Linked DNA regions of Gossypium hirsutum: region 1 is linked to region 2. Evidence: chromatin contacts called from public Hi-C data. All regions are on one chromosome and are shown on one strand. Each heading gives the region's core, a stretch centred on a gene start, on an enhancer-like site or on the middle of the called end of the contact. The rest is flanking DNA. Distances are from core to core; before and after follow the strand shown.

Region 1 (5,556 bases), core at 574-3,073, 130 kb after region 2:
AAAATAAAATGCTTTTTCATATGCAGATAGTTCATGATGATGATCCATCCATGTGTTGAGACCTCTGTAATTATGTATAAAAATTGAATCATAGAGAAAAGCGAGAGGCCTCATTATTTGAGCTGCTCTCTGAGGGAAACCAATGTAAAAGAACTCCCAAATTCATCAGATAAGGTATCAATTTGAACAATATGAGAGTTGTTACTTGTAGAATCATAATTTGGTACTGCTGTTGTTTCGAGAAGAAGAATATACATCTTCCCCTTCAACATCAACGAATTTCAAGTCAATAATTGCAGCAAAACAATTGCAATGATAATGAAACTAAGACATGCCCAAACAAATTAAAGATATTAGTCATCAGTAAGGCTTTGCGTTTGAGAAATGGAAGAAACAAAAGAATTGTGTCAATGGTATTAGATTTTTATTTGTCTCTGAGGAAACCGAACGCGATATCGAAGACAACATAATTACATATAGGTCTTTAAGCTTAAATCAAAAGTAAAAAAAAAATGTCACAAGTGGCCATTCAATTGGCTAATGTGTTACATCAACAATCCGTTAGTGGATTAACAGAGTTTTTAACAGCAATGATTAGTTCGAACAATTATCTTAATTAGAGCAATTAAATTGAGAAAAAAATTAAAATGACCAAAATGAAAGGAATCTTATTTTGGAGTGACTTTAGATGGAATTTACCCAAAAGAATATATTTAACGTAGACATTTCAATAATTACATGTGAAATCAATTATTATCCATGTTGTTTTTGTTGTGGCCGTTGGTTGAATGTTACTGGAGTCCACGTTATGGCCCCTACAACACTACGCAAAACTTGGAAGCTTGGTTCACTTGCTTTCTAAAATAAATTCAAAAAATACTGTTTAAGATATTCACTTTGATTTCAATTTTCATCTATCTTCTAACTTATAATACTTTTTTATTTATATAAATTATAATCCATAATATTTAAAAACGTTTGTTAATTTTTTATTTTAATAAATAATATAATTATTAACTATTGAATAAAACATATTTCTATTTTTTTTGCTTTAAAAATAATGAGTAAGTTTTAGTGGTGAGTTCAATTCGATTTTATTGATTTTTGAAATTCTTGAATTGAGTCTAACTTTTAATTTTTCACACTAATTTTGGATTTTGAAATTTATTTTGACAAATTAAGTTTTCTTTCAAGACTTTGGACGTTATAGGGTAAAGTTTCAAACTATTTTTTTTACTATAAATATTTCAAAAAAATCAAGTAAATAAATGATAACAATAATTCTTATATATAATTTTTTTGAAAAATAATTATTTATATAGCGTTTTTGGTTTGGGTAATTACAAATTTTAACTTGTATTCTATAAATTGTTGAACTATTTTAAATTTGTTCAATTATTTATTTTTTTGTTAAGTAAATTTAAATAGACTTGACTAATCATTTATGAATTCAAATAAATTTAGAGTTTGATAATATTAAATCTGATCCGATCACAGCTCTGGTAAGGCAAAGTGGCAAACAACATTTTGAGTTACCCGAGTAGGCAAGTGCTATCTAACTCGGTGTTTGACAGCTACCATTTGCTTGTACTCATATGGCAATGGACATCCTAAATAGTGAAAAAGTAGAAGCTTTTAAATGATGCAAGTAATGTTCAAATCTTTTCATTTTTCTTTTTAATTATAATTTCTATTTATAGAAAGAAACAGGGTAGAATCTAAAACATTTACTTTTTCATAAAAAAGGAAAAAAGAACAAAAAATTTGATAGATAAAGAAGCCCATAGTTTTAGTACGAATGGCGGTCCCATTTGGGAATGAGATGGGCTATGTACTGATTTTGGGCTGTGGTGGACATGGGTGATTTTGTTGCCTCATTACTTGGACAGCTTTGAAACATTTCGATTTCTTCTTTCAAATAGGCCATGAAGAAAATGTGGGTTCCAATATTCGAACTAAAATGGGTAAATTTTGGTTTACATGCTTCGACTCAAAATATGTCAGAAAAGTTGGAAGTTGTTGCTTAACTTCTTGTGCTAACATCTACAACATATAATTTATAACATTTCACTGTCATGGTGGGTGTTCATAATTTATTCACCCTCCTTGAAACTTTCTTTCCATCGTAGCCTTCTACTCTTTCATTGTTGTGAAAGTGCAATAGGTCGGATTGGGTACATACAGCCATATTTTTGGCTAAACTTATTTTCAGAATTCTTCCATATTTTGAACAAATCTTCAATTTCAGACATATAACCTATCTCTTAAAAAGTGTAATATGCAATTAAAGAATGTTAGTAAAAATAAAAATCGAGACTTTTATAGATGAACAGGATATATGGTAAAAAAATCATGCAGTTGTGCAATAAAATGAAGGTATATATATATATATATAACAGAGAATAATTAAATTAATAAGAAATACTATGGCTTTCACTTTGAAAAGAAAAAAAGACATGAAAACTACTTGAGAGTGGGGTTGGGAGTGAGACAGAAGAAGCTTCTGGACCGAATAGTCTACTTTTGTACAGAAAATTTCTGAAATTCACAAATTACTAAAGGCTGCCAAACGATTAAACAAATAGAATCCAAAGTGCTTTAGAGAGGTTTACAAATGATATAGAATTGCATGGAAGAACGTGCCTACCTATTACCATCTTTTATATACTTTGATCATCATGATTGTAATTCATCCATTGGATGGACTTGGAAGTTTAACTCTAATTACAATGACACTTAGTTAGTGAGAGAGAGAGAGAGAAAAGGGAAGCATATAGATAGATAGATAGATGCATAAACTTTTTAACTTTAGTTATGCACATTATAAAGATAGAAGCTTCATCGATATGTGAAGTCGTGGGAGTGAGTTGTGTATTCTTCCCCCTCTTCTTTAGGCTTTATTACCTTTCTTTTGTTTTTTTCCTTTTCCAATATACATCTCTCTCTTAAGCTGTGTGAGTTTTAGTTACGTAGGTATATATGTATTGGAGACAAGGAGCTTTTTTGACAACTTGCAGTCCCCAAAATTTTCTCTGCAACCAATAAAGGTAACTCTGGCAGTGGCAGTGACAGTGGCACCACCATCTTTTTCTATATCCTCGACAAACAAAAGGAGCTCTCCCCTTTGGTCCATATTTGGATCTACTGTCTTAGATTACCATGCATTCTATACATACATATAGATGACAAAATGTTATGTCTTCATGCAAATCATTATCCTTGTAAACATAAGAATTCTATTGCTATCTCACTATTTCGAGACCCCCCCCTTTTTTTTTTCTTTTTACCTTTCTTTGTTCCTCCAAACTCCAATGGCACTTCATAATGATCTTAGAAATAAAATAGTGATAATTTATTTTGTTCTTGACTTCATTTTGTTTTTGGTCCCAACATATATTGTTTTCCATTATGAATAAATTGCATTTTGAAATTGTTTGGATGTTGGAATAAGCTTAAAGATCCATCATAAGATAATAGTAATAAATACACTTTGTTTTATTAAAGTTTAATAGTATGAACTTTAAACTTTTTTTTAAAAATCAATTGAGTCCTTAAATTAACAAAATTGATTAGCTAAACCCTTTAACTAACATTGACGGTTAATATTCCACGGCACCATTAATGTGACCGTTAACAAACGTCACATTAGCAACAATTGTTGACATACGTCAATAAAAATAAATTAAAATTATTTTAAAAATAAGTACATAGTAAATGTTGACAACTAATTGTCAATGTTCATTTGAATCTGGATACTCATGTATCCAAATACATTTTGAAATTGTAAAATTTTAAAATTTATAAAAAAATTATTAGAAATTAATTGAAAATTCATAAAATTTATATAAAGCAATTTCCTTATGAACTGCTTCTATCTTTGCTTGCAAACTTCTTAAGGGATTTACATTAAAATGATTATATGCACATATACGTCCAGTAATACTCGGATACAAAGGCAGAAGAAATGGAACACCTACACAGTAGGTTGGTTCAGGAAAAATGAGAAGATAGGCTGGGGTCTTCATATCAGAGATCGGATTGGAAGAACGATGGAGATTCATCAAGGAAGAGTTCAACACAATAATGTTAATAAATGGTTTGATTATAGCAATAAAAGAAGGCATTCCATACTGCACTGTCAATCACAAAGAGAGGTTAATAGGGCACATTTTAAGGGGGAAGAGTTGCTCAAAGAAATTAGTTCATGTCAAGGGTGGGTCGAATCATGAATGGACGAAAAGGAAAGTCAAGGCCCTATCTTTAGTTATTGTATCAAAAACTAAAAGTAATTTTCAATGGAAGATACTTGAATTTTTTATTCACTAAGAATATCACTATGCATTGCCTAGTTTGAATTTCTATAATTATATTTTAATAATTGATCTATATCCCTCTTATTTTTAAAAAGGTTTAATATAACATTTAGTTCTTAAACTTGATACTTGTTCTTAGTTTGGCACCTAAATTTTTTTGGACCCATTTTAGTACTTGAACTAGACATTTTTTTTCTTAACCTGGTACCTAAATTTATTAAATGTTATATAAATTACACAAAATACTAATGGTATTAAAATTGTTTTTGTTATGCTACAAAAATATTATCAGTATTAGGGTAAATTCATGTTAAAATGAGCTATGCTTAACGAATTAATATTAAATAAGAAAAAAATATTTTTAAAACCCCAAATTAAAAGAAAATCATTATTTTCAATTAATAAAATAAATAAATAAAAATAAAAGTAATTGAACATATAAAATACAAAAAAATATCATATCATCTGTCACATGACAGTCATACATTGATTATTTTTGCTACCTCATAAAAAAATAATATTTTTAGTATATTGGAGTAATTTGTAAAACGTTTGACAAATACTGAATCACAAAAAAAAAAGGTACCAAATTAGGAAAAAGAGCAAATACTGAATCACAAAAAAAAGGTACCAAATTAGGAAAAAGAGTCAAGTTCATGTACCAAATTGGACCCCAAAATGATTAAGTACCAACTGAAGGAAAAGTGTCAACTTTAGGTACCAAATTGACTAATAAAATGTTTAGGTGCCAAATTAGAAAAAAGTGTTAAGTTCAAATAGCAAATGTTATATTAAACCTTTTAAAAATAAAATAAAAGATTCAAGTTAAATTAGTGGGATTGACCTTTTATTATTTCTATGTAGACATATTTTTATTTATAATAATTTTTATTTTTACTCAAGCATATTTAGTTATAAATTTATAAATTATTTAGAAAAATGAATATTTTGTTTAATACATTTAATTTTTTTTATAAGTATATAAAATGTGTCAAGATTAGGACATACACAATATCGATTAATATATTTTCACATATTACAATCATGTTTAATATTTTGTGCATATCTATATGAATTTTGATATATTAATAATTTATATTATAGTGCATCTCATTTTTCCAGCAAATTTATAATTTTAGTTCTTTTGATTTTATATTAGCATTCATGATAGTTTTAAGATTTAAAATTGTTTAGTATGAAACTGATTTGGTATTTAACTTCAAATAAATTTTTTAAAACCTAA
Region 2 (5,288 bases), core at 849-3,348:
TTTTCAAATTTATAATTTTCTACTATGCAAGAAATCCATTTTCAAACCAATTTTTTTCCAGCAATTGGTAATAGAGCCAGGTTGTGCTATATTTATAATGTAAATTGATACGAAAATTCCCTTTCTTATTCATGTATGATGATATTTGATAAGATATGAAATTCTTGTAATTTTTTATAGAAAAGACCAGAGGGTCAACCTCAATCTATTTCATCACTTAAAATAATATCATGGATTTCCAAAGGATAATCAACATTAAAATCCTTGGTATAATTATTAATAGTGGCCCAATTACACAGGTAGTCTGCTGCTTTATTGCAACAGCGTGGGGCCCAAACAAAACTAAAACTAAAACACGGATCCAGTAATTTGAAAATTTCCCGAATTCGGTGGCCCATAATTAAAAAGTTAGCTTACGGCCTATTTAGCCGATTCACCAAGCTGACACAATCAGCTTCAAACTCCAGCTTTAGCCAATTTTTTGTCCGAGCAAATCTTATACTCTCTTCCAACGCATGCAGCTCAGCCCATTCGGCTTGTACATTCTTCTCCAAAACACCTGCCCGCCCGCCAAGAACAAAGCCGTCATGATCTCTCGCCACAAGTCCAAAGCTCATCTTCCTTCCATTCGTAGTGGTGTCGAAATTTATTTTAATCACCCCTTGTCCAGGCTTCTCCCAGACTTTCTCCATAACCAACTTTGGGAGCATCGTTTTCTCCAGAAGGTTGAATATGCGAAAATCCTGGCTTAATTCAGCAGCTCTTTCCCATGTCACTTTGGCCTCATCCTCCACATCACGAAAAACTCTATTATTCTTGTTATTCCAGATATTTCAAAGTACCGTGATGAAATCAGAAAACGCCTTCTTGTCCAGCGTACAAGTCACATCTTCAATCCAGTCGACACACCGACAGTAGCTACCCTCGAGCAGATTATTATTGAGACCCCCATAAACCAACACCGCTCGTGCCCTTGAACAGTTTTTCATCACATGGAGAATGGTCTCTTTTTTAGTTCCGCATCTCGGGCAAGTGCTGTTGACCTCCCTCCGAATGCTAGAAATCTTCTCGTACGTAGGAAGAATGCCATGCCCCAGGCACTACCAAAAAATTCTAATTTTCGGAAGAGTTTGCAATTTGCACGTAAACCTCCAGAAAATCCGATAAGGGCCAAACCCCACATGCTTCAGGTTCAGCCAGGAGTAGGCGAACTTGGTGGAATAGGAGCCAAGGGGATTGTAGAACCAGATATGATAGTCATTAGGGCCATTATGAAGAATGGGGATTTTTCATATTTGGTCCCCACGTGCTCGCCATAGATCTCTTTTATCCTTCTCTAGTTCCAACCATCTTTCTTATTATTCAATAGATCGCTCACTTTATTCTCTTTGACCTCCCTATTGTTGAGACCAACCGAAACACCCGAAAGCCCTTCAAAACCACAATTGTCGTGCCAAATATTGATCTTGCTTCCTCTACCCACATTCTAATCGAAACCCTCCTACTGAATACTAGCAGCTTTAGCAATGCTTTGCCATGTGAACGAGGGATTGTCAATTTGCTTAGGGTGGAGAACATCACCTTCCGGGAAATATTTAGCGCTTAGAACTTTAAAGCATAACGTGTCTTTACAACTAATTAGTCGCCACACTTGCCTGCCTAACAAAGCCACATTAAAATGCCTTAAATCCCTGAAGCCAATACCTCCCATATCTTTAGGGAAACACATACAGTCCCAAGATAACATATGTAATCTTCTGCTCTTATCTTTCCCCCCACCACACACGACAAATCATGGACTGAAGCTTCTTCAGGACGCCATTAGGGACAAAGAAAACTGAGAAAGCATATGTAGGAATTGACTGAATGATAGACTTTATGAAAATTTCCTTCCCACTGTTTGACAAAAGTCTCTTTGACCTGTTGTTGATCCTATTAGCAGCACAATCTAATATACTTTTGAAGGTAGCTGAATTCTTCTTACCAATCGGGATGGGCAGATCAAGATATTTGTCAAGGTTGGTCACCATCTTCATCTTAAGCAGGCTACTTAAAATCGCGCGTTGTAATACTGGAGTGTTTGGACTGAAGTAAACCATTGACTTTTCCAAGTTGACACTTTAGCCAGACATCCTCTCAAAGGTTTCCAAAATCTTTGTAAACGCCTCTACCTCACTTTGTTTGTTCCTGACAAACAAAAGAGCATCGTCATAAAAAAGAGGTGATTAATTCTTGGGCATCCTTACTAGCTCGGATGCCTTTAATTTTGTTAGTCTCTTGAGCATAAATCAGCATATGGGACAGGCATCCATGCAAAAAAGAAATAAATAAGGGGATAATAGGTCCCCCTAGCGGAGACCCTTTCCCGAGATAATAATGTCAGACAGAGTTGTATTACATTTAACTCTATACCGAACAGTGCAAACACAATCCATAATTTTATAAACCCATTCATTAGAAAAATCCATTTTTATCAGCACTTTCTCAAGAAAACTCCACTCCTCCCGGTCATAAGCTTGGCTCATATCGAGCTTGACCACACAACCCTTTTTCGGACCATTTTTGGAACTACGAAGATAGTGCATGAGCTCATGGGCTACTAAGACATTGTCATGGATCATCTGGCTAGGAACGAAGGCAGTCTGATTTTGGTTAATGCACAAGGGGAGAACATTTTTAAGCCGGTTAGCAAGAGTCTTTGAAACAATTTTGTAGATCACCCTACAAAGACTAATTGGACAGAATTTAGCCATTTCACACGGATTCTTAATCTTAGGGACCAAAACAATCAATGTTTCATTAATGCACTCGGTACTCTTATTACCCTGAAGTATATCATGACACAAACTTAGAACATCTTCACCCACTGTAGGCCAGTGTTCTTTGAAAAAGCTCCTCGAAAGCCCATAAATCCCCGGAGTCTTTTGAGGATCCATCTGTTTGAAAGCCATCAAGATTTTCTCGTCAGTAAACTCTTCGTTCAACCTCCTGTTCATGTTCTCATTAATGCATTCTGAAACAACCTGTAACTCACTTTCATCATCCGAATTTATAGAGGTCTTGAAAAGATCATTAAAATAATTCCATGCAATGTGGCAAATCTCATTTTTTTCTTCATGCCAGTTACCATGCATATATTTAAATCTCTCTATGTTGTTCTTTTTTCTAAGACCCGGCACCCGCACGTAAAGTAACGGGTGTTCCTATCCCTTTCCTTCAACCACTGGGACCGCGCCTTAAGCGCCTAATATTTTTCCTCCACGTCATATAAATGGCCTAACTTACACCGAGCATTCTTAAGGAGACTCGTTGATCTCTCACTCGTAGGACCATCCATAAGTCTGCTAATCTCCTTTCTCAGCCCTTTTATATTATTCTTCATCCTTCTATAACACTGGTATTGCCACGGGCCCAGCTTATCCCGGATCAGCTCCATCTTCTCCAACAGATTGCCCTCCTCATTGGACCAAATACTAGTAATGGTATCTCTAGCCTACTACTCCTTCACCTAGTAAATATCATATCTAAACCAAGCCCTAGGCTCATTACTCTTTTCCTTAGGCTTGCTCCCGTTCGTGTCTGTTAAGATGGCCTCATAGTCAAACTTTGATTAGCAAACAATATGTGAAGTAAGGAACGACATCTTTTCCATTTTAACATCAGAGATAATAAATTTGTCTAACCTCTCTTTAACAAGCCTATTACCCTCCCTGTTGTTAGTCTACGTGTACCAACCATTGCAAGTTTTAACATCAGTCAGATTTAACTCCTCTAGAATATTGCAAAACTCATCCATCGAGGTCTTAAGTTTTCTATGACCTCCTTCCATCTTAGAGTTATTCAAGATGGCGTTAAAGTCGCCCCCCACGATCCATCATTCATTTATCGTACTCTTCACCCTTCTCAACATATCCCATGATTGTTGTCTTAAATTTGGTTCGATTTGGCCATAAAAACTAATAAACCTAAACATATCACCATCATTCATGCTAACCAACAAGTTAATGTGATATTTGGAATAGTTTTACACCATAACTCTCACGCCTTCCCTCCATATCAAAGCCAAGCCTCCGCTTTTCCTTTGCGAGCTAACAGCTAAACATCCCTGCATTCTGCAAATAGAACAAATATGAGAAAACCCATTAGAATGAATTTTGGTTTCACAAAGAAAAACAATATATGAAACGTTTGCAACAAAGAGTTGCTTCAATTTACGAATTGTCGCTGGGTTTCCAACCCCATGATAGTTCCAGCTAAGGATCTCCATTGCTCTTGGCGGGGCTGGTCACTAGCCACCGCCTTAAAAGTTGAAGCATTTTCTAATAGCTTTCTCTTAACAAGTCTAGCTAGGCTCTCATCCATGTTTTCACCATTTAGTCCCCTATGTCTCTTATGTTTCCTTTTAAACCTTCCAATTACATCCCTCATCGTCTTATGATTCCTTCTTTTCATAGGGGAGGTGGACATTGACTCCTCTTCACAAACCCTTTCCTTCTTTTTATGTCGAAGCTGCCCACTTTCATCCCTCGAGTTAGTTTGACTCTCATCCTTATCAATATTCATTTGAGCCTTTGACTTAACTAATTCCACCCCATTTTTTCTTATGCCCCTATCTTGATTTGGGGTCACGATAAGTGCCCTCATCTAGCTTCCATACTGGAGGTTTAAATCATCCAGCCCTACACCCTCCTTGTTGTTTTTACAAGTTTTAATAGTGTGTCCTATCAACCCACATAAATAACAAAAATTTGGTAGCCTCTCGTACTTTATCACCCCTATCGTTTCCATCCTGTCTTTGTCGACTAATTTCACAACCCTCCTCAGAGGTTTTAAAACATTGATATTAACTTTAAGCCTCATGAACTTTGTCCACCCTGCATATCGATCCTTCCAATCGATTGCCACCAACTTACCTATAGTATTCCCAACATCGAGAGCCGTTTGACTGTCCATAAGTTCAATAGGAATATTGTAGATTCTTAACCAAAAAGGCGACAACCAGAATTCGTAAGAGTCTATGTCCTTTCCCTTCTCAAAAGGCATCATTGAGAATAAGCATATATCAAAAAGCCAAGGCATAAGATTTAAGATACGGCTGCGATCCTTCAGATAACCAAACTTAACAAAAATAGCCCCTTCTTTTAGTGCGACAAAGTTCGCCTCTTTCGTATACCAAAGTGACTTAAAAACCCTGTACATCGCCTCCCTGTTCAGAGACTCTGTCGCCATAATCTTGCCAATAGCCTATGACTCAAAGCCTTGGATACTATTCTCATCATTTGTGCTAA

What was found. A called contact is a pair of places that touch in the nucleus more often than the background predicts.
Region 1: a Hi-C map of leaf shows a contact between it and region 2, with 1.9 times the contacts expected there. The contact joins the enhancer-like site here to the promoter of LOC121224978 in region 2. A contact is called at or near these places in 9 of 34 Hi-C or Micro-C datasets (anther, callus, hypocotyl and 3 more).

Annotation. Positions count from the first base shown.
Region 1 is chrD13:46,260,423-46,265,978 of Gossypium_hirsutum_v2.1, forward strand. No RefSeq gene overlaps it. Among protein-coding and RNA genes, the nearest start is that of LOC107893533, 10 kb to the right of the region's middle. Within about 2 kb of position 1,824, at least 2 of the 9 cell types and tissues checked have an H3K27ac peak or open chromatin away from gene starts, as enhancers often do. A contact at or near this core is called in leaf, where this site is marked.
Region 2 is chrD13:46,127,272-46,132,559 of Gossypium_hirsutum_v2.1, forward strand. It overlaps LOC121224978, which reads right to left and starts at 2,099. Exons shown (of 2, transcript XM_041108637.1): 1 at 1,780-2,099; 2 at 1,502-1,691. The coding sequence starts at 2,099. The coding sequence ends at 1,502.